Regions from separate parts of the Mus musculus genome. Here region 2 is linked to region 1. The links are chromatin contacts, called in public Micro-C maps. All regions are on one chromosome and are shown on one strand. Each heading gives the region's core, a stretch centred on a gene start, on an enhancer-like site or on the middle of the called end of the contact. The rest is flanking DNA. Distances are from core to core; before and after follow the strand shown. Region 1 holds the start of 1700127F24Rik (a long non-coding RNA gene). Region 2 holds the start of Tmem121 (transmembrane protein 121).

Region 1 (2,957 bases), core at 323-2,822:
TCTTGGCCGTCCGGCAGCCTAGGGCCAAGAGCCCACTCCCACCCATACCCTACGGAGAGTGGAGCACGCTGGGGCTTGCCCAGGCGTCAGCGGGGGAGTCCACAACCCCTGAGCGAGCCTCAGCAGGTAAAGGGCAGAATTTCGTCTCCGCCTTCGCTGTCTAGAGCGAACCTGAGTGACCCGCTCTGACTTCCTGAGGTTCCCGCACATGCGCGTCTGGCGGACCGCAGCCTGATGTCCAGGCAGAAATGCTAGGAGCGCACCAAGCCTTCGCCTATGTTGTATTTGCAAAATAACCGGGTGAAGTACGGATTGCTATTGTTCTCAATTTGCAGATTCAGAAATCCAGGTGTAATGCATTCTCACCCAGATGCAGCCCTCCCAACATAGAGTTTTGCACAGAAACCAGTTATTCGTGACACTGGAGACTTGATGACTTGCACAGATCTGTGACAAGGGGAGAAGAGGGCAAGACCAAGAAGAGGCGAGATTCCCGATTGATCCCCTCTCTGTCTGTCCCCTCCCTAGGAAAGATGAGCCTCATAAGCACTCAGGTGGAGTAAGACTAAATCTAACTTCTTTACCCCTAACCACTCCATAGGACCAGCCCCGACTCCCTCCCTTCTGGGAACCCAGTTCTGCCTATCAAACCACTGGACTCATAGGGACCCTCTGAGCACATTGCAGGGGAGTTTCAGGAGGCTTCGTTGTGGTCCCAACAACTTCTACCCTGGGCCTGCTGGGCTAGGGAGGGTAAGATCAGGAAGAGATGGGATTCCCCCCACCCCCACCCCAGATGCACACAAACCTCTTTCCTTCTTCTAGGCCAACCTCCTCAGAGTCCCTCACTCACTGAGTAGGGGAATCCATCTCTGCCAAAGATGCCAGGTGAGGGCTACAAAACAGCCACTAGAGAAAGCCAAGAGGGCAGTGAATTGCAGCCACTTTACCAAATGGTTTGTGCCTCTATCTACCAATCTATGCAAAAGGTTTTATTTCCATGTCACGATGGGACAATACCTGATGAATGTGTCATTGTCGCAGTTTCTGGGAGCAAACCACAGGAGCCCCTACGGAGCCACCTCTCCCGAACCTCCTCAGCAGCTGCTCAGTTGCTTTATCATGATGCTCTGGGCTCTGGGAGCAAGAGAGTGTCAGACTAAGTGTAGACAGACAGGCACAGGTGCATGCTCTTATGCATTAGTCACCAAAGCCTTACCCACGTATTCATGTCCCAAACCATATAGATGGCTATAAATGTCTAGTCCCAGAACCCCTATGCTAGGTCACTGTGGGTTTCCCAAGTTTTGTGTCATAGAAAACGGAGTCTAGGACCAAACACCTCAGCCTGACCCACACCTCCTTCAGCATGGTCACCCGAAGGTCCAAGCTGAGTACGTTCTCCCAGACGAGCAGTGATGAGACCAGCTGGCCTCCTCTGGCACGCGGACATAGGCTGGGAAAGCTAGCCTAAAACCTAAGTCAACACTGCGGCCACCAGGGGGCACCCAGCTCCACAGATAAGGTGGGAGACCATGTTCTTGGAGCCAGAGAGGGCTCCGGAGGCAGAGTGTTGGCTGGGACCTCACATCATCATGACGACTCAGGGAGGTAGTATTGTGATGCCATTCTCCCACTGAGGACACGTGCCAGAGAAAGGGACATCATTGGTCCTGACACTTAGGGCTGGAAGACTTGGGCCTCAGAATTTTCCAAGTTTACCCTGAACCAGCTTGTGTCTAGCTTGCGTCCAGCTTGCTGCATGACTCCAGGAATGTTACTTGACCTTGAGGTTGATGGTGGTGTGAGGAAGCAATAATTGGACCCTGGGACCAGGGGTCTATCCTCAGCCAGTACAGGGGCTTCAGGGCTGCTGTTTACAGGCAGGTTCCTATTACTCAGCGGGAGGAGAGTTTGCAAAACTCCATCGACTCCTATAAAGAACCCCTGCTGCCTGATGCAACTGTAGAATGCCCACCTAACAGTGCCCCCTCCCCACTGTGGCCCTACCAGCCCAGAGCCAGTACAACAGGCAGGAATTGGATTGGCAGTGTGGACCCCCTTTGACCCTCCTGCCTAATGCCATCCAGGGCAGCCAGATTGGGCAAGGCCACCGCCTGGATCTGGCAAAAGTTACCGCCTGCCTCCCAGGCAGCTGGAGCTGAGTGCTGGTAGCGCAGTCTTTCCCACGCTCCGTGATGCCAGTCTTGGCACTCCAGCTCCGCCCCACCCTTGCCTTGCTGGGCCCCGGGCACCCGGAATGTGGCTGAAGATTCTGTCCCCCTGGGCCACAGATTCCTGTCTCAGTGGGTGTGGGCGGAGGCCCGCTTTCCGCCCTTTGATCCCGGCCAACTCCAGCTAGCGGGCCACGCCCAAACCCTGCCAGCCCGGCCCAGGCGCAAGATGGAGGCGGGGCTAGTCTCGACTCCCCAGGCTCTCGAACTCTGGCTCCTAGAGTTCTGGCTCTATCTTGGAGTTCTAGCACCAGCAGTGATTGACTCCTTACTACCCAATGTGCAGCCTGATGCCGGTCAGGGCTGCAGCCAGACAAGGAAATCCGAGACTCTTCTAGTACGGTTTCTCTCGTGGTCGCTGTGAGCTGGGTGGTAGTTTGCCTATCTCCAATCTCTCTCAACAACTAATCCTGGGACATGGGATCGACTAGAGGGAAGGAGAGGCACCCTCTAAGCCCAGGAAGACAAGGGCAGCGTCTCAGAACCCAAGGGGATGGGCTAGTTCCGGAGTCCACCAGAGGTGGTCTCCAGAGGTTATGGGAGCTCCTGAGATGCGCAGCCATCTGGAGAGATCACTTGCCTCAGTTTCCCCATTTACTGGATAGAATGACAGTAATGAATATCCTGTTTCCACACTTGTGGTGGTTGGAGTGGGCTTTGGACTTACTCCATCCTTCCAAGTGGCCTCACTACGCTTTTCTAGTCGAGCCACGGAAGCCATCT
Region 2 (2,957 bases), core at 196-2,695, 310 kb after region 1:
CCCCATACCCACCCACCCTAGCCTTTCTCTTGTAAGGACCTTCGTAAAGACTCTGGACCACCCACCCATATGGTTCCTGGGTGATGTCTCCTTTTGTGGTCCTGACTATGAGCAGAGCTGGAGCGTCCCCTTTCCCTGTGTTTGCCCACAGATTCGAGGATGCTGGCATGGGATACAGAGAGAGCACTGAGGCAAGCTGGCAGGTTTTAGGTGAGGGTTGGGTTAACCGTGGCTGAGAGGAAGTAGGAGAACGAAGGAAGAAACAGAGCAGACAGGGCTGCCACCTGCCACCTGTCCTTCTCCTCCCAGCCGCCTCCTCACTCCTGCTTGACTCTGTCAGGGGTGTTCTCCCCCCAGGCCCCTGGTTCTCTAGGTTGAGGAGATCGAACCTTTCCTTGCTAGATGCAGGGCCTCTTCCTGGGTACACGAGAGCTTCGGGGTCTTGTTGCACTTCTGGGGAGAGAGCTGGTTGGTTGGGGCTCATACTGCTTACTACAGGGCTGTTCCTTAGCCTTCTCTCCCGACGATGGGCATCTTGGAACCACCCCCTACTAGGAGGGTGACCCAGTATGGCCTGATATTCTAGCTTCCCAGGGTCACCAGAACAGAATGCATCACTCAGAGCTGGCTGCCAAGTGTACCCAATGTCATTTAGGCTGCTGACAGGAGCTCCCCCCTTCAAGTTCCTTCAGCTCTCTTGCCCTCAGTGCTTGCAGAGCGAAGCTGCAGCTCTGGGAAGAAGCGTAGGCAACCAGTTAGCCTCCTGTTGTCCTCTGGGCAGGGCAGCCCTGCTATTGGGTTGTCAGGTAAGGAATGGGTCACTCAGTGAAGGCAGGACCTGGAGAGAAGTCTTATCCTGGAGCCTCGATGCACTCCCATTTGGCCCTCCTTGTACTGACTGAAAGCCTCACAGCTGGGTTTTCCCCATAGAGTATAACACTCCAGTGTTGGGATCTAGGCCCTAACGTGTGTGTGTCCCTGTGAGCCTGTGAGCCACTGCTGAGGTCTGGCCAGGAGGTATAACTGCGGCTAGCTAGCGGGGCACTTAGTCCCACCCCTTTGTCCAGCCACCTCCGCGGGTCCCAGTCCAGAGGTCTTCCTGAAGCAGGAAAGCAGAGTCGCTTTATTGGCTGTCAGGGTCTGAGCTTGGAGAGCTACATACAGAGCCATTTCATGGTGTGAGGAGGACTCTTTGACAATTTTTTTGCTGTGAGTGAGGCCGAGTGGACTGACCACAGGGTCTGGGGTGGATGCTAGGTTGTCTGTCACCTAGTGCCACCTGTCCTGAGCGCGCAGAGTTGTCGCCATGGCAACCTGAACTACGCAACAGCCTTAGGACCTGGGTCCTCTCTTGGCTGGGGTCCGGGCGTCCAGGGGGCGCGGGGCGGAGCCTCGGCCGGAGGCGGTGCCCGCGGCGGAGGGGCGGAGCGCAGCACGGAGCGCCTGGGCCCGGCGCGGAGGCTCGGCGGGGCCGGCCGGCGCGCTGCATCTGGCCGGCCGGGTAAGCGCGGGATGCGAACGGCGGGACAGCAGGAGGCGGGTGGCTGAGCCAAGCGGGTCGGCAGAGCTGGGCGGTAGGCGGCGGCGGCAACGGCAACGGCAGCGGCAGCGGTAGCGGCAGCGGCAGCGGTAGCGACTGCCAGTGGGCCTATACTATTCCCGCCCCCAGGCTGCAGGCCGTGGGCTGGGCAGGGGCAGCTGCATGGCGGCGGGACCAGGCCCAAGCCCCACTGGGGAAACCTTTAGTGGGAAAAGACAAACTGAAACGCAACCTGCTGGGAGCCATTAGACCCTCCTCAACGGGGTTGAGGAGGAGAGGACCCTCCTTCGCCTCAGCCTCTCCTTTGGAGATGCTAAGAGGGTATCTTGCAAAGCGTCAGAGAGAGAGAGAGAGAGACAGGCATTTTAGGGCTTGGAGGCCCTGAATCTCTCTCTGGTGTGAGGCTTGAACAGGGGGCAGGGTTGCTAGGGCATTTGGGCCTGGCGTGGGAGACTCAGGCCAGGTGGACCTGGGCTGGGTCTCTGGGAACATGGCTAGGGCAGAGTGTGGGGGAGGGGTCGTAAGGCTTGGGTTCTGGCTTTCTGAAGGCCGGGCACTCCTCTCTTAGCGGTTGGGGTCTGTCCCATTACCAATTGGCTCGTGACATTTGGTATTTGACAGTGACCGAGCAAGGGAGCGATGGTGTGCAGATGATGGAATGGGTTGGCCAGCAGCAGGCTATTCGGCCTGGACAATTGCTAAGAGGAAGGGAATTCTCAGGTTTTGGCTGTAGCCAATGGAGTTCCAGGTGGGCAGGGGTGGGTCCAGCCTGTGCGTCCTGGGAGAGGAGTACCTACCAGTGGGAGTGAGAGTGGGTGTACCTGACAAGGAGGAGCCCTGCTGTGGGCAGATGACTCCTAAACACCTTATAGAAGCGCACTGAGAACCCCAGGGGTGAATGGAAGAGGCAGAAGCTGAGATGGAGTTTGAGGGTTACTGTGGTGTCACCAGGAGCAGGTTGAATGCATCGCTGTCATGGGTGACACTAAATTTTATGTCTTTGTCTAGACAGGACAGTAAACAGAGCCCTTGTGCCAGGTGCTTTGGAGGAGAGGCCTTGATTGGAAGTGGCTTTGGGTTGGGTGGTGTGAACAAGCTCAGATATCAGGACGCACAATCTGGCCATCTGAGTACCACAGACATGACAGCCAGTGCCAGGAACATAGGGAGAGACTAAATCCCACTGATGGCTTTCCTGAGGTTGGCCCTGCGATCAGAGGAGCTGGAGGTGCAAGTGTGCTAGGCCAGAGAGGGTATAGCAGGAGGTGTGGTCAGGAGGAAAACACTTCTGGGGCGATGGCTAGCAATGGTGGGTCAGGGAAGAGAATAGTCTGTTTTGCCTTAGCCTAAGGAAGGGGAGCGATTGACTGTGGATACAAGAAAAAGGGGGTGCTGGTGGTGCAAAAAAAAAGTCATA

The links. A called contact is a pair of places that touch in the nucleus more often than the background predicts.
Region 2: a Micro-C map of embryonic stem cells shows a contact between it and region 1, with 4 times the contacts expected there. The contact joins the promoter of Tmem121 here to the promoter of 1700127F24Rik in region 1. A contact is called at or near these places in 1 of 39 promoter capture datasets (neural stem cells), 2 of 15 datasets of contacts at CTCF or cohesin (embryonic stem cells and large pre-B cells), 6 of 484 Hi-C or Micro-C datasets (embryonic stem cells and large pre-B cells), 5 of 115 datasets of contacts at active chromatin or transcription factors (double positive thymocytes, embryonic stem cells, memory CD8 T cells and 2 more) and 1 of 9 other capture datasets (liver).

Annotation. Positions count from the first base shown.
Region 1 is chr12:112,874,254-112,877,210 of GRCm38.p6, forward strand. 1700127F24Rik (a long non-coding RNA gene) reads right to left here and starts at 1,573. Exons shown (of 6, transcript XR_873068.2): 1 at 1,360-1,573; 2 at 1,021-1,137; 3 at 809-909; 4 at 1-447.
Region 2 is chr12:113,184,458-113,187,414 of GRCm38.p6, forward strand. It overlaps Tmem121 (transmembrane protein 121), which reads left to right and starts at 1,446. Exons shown (of 2, transcript NM_153776.2): 1 at 1,446-1,501.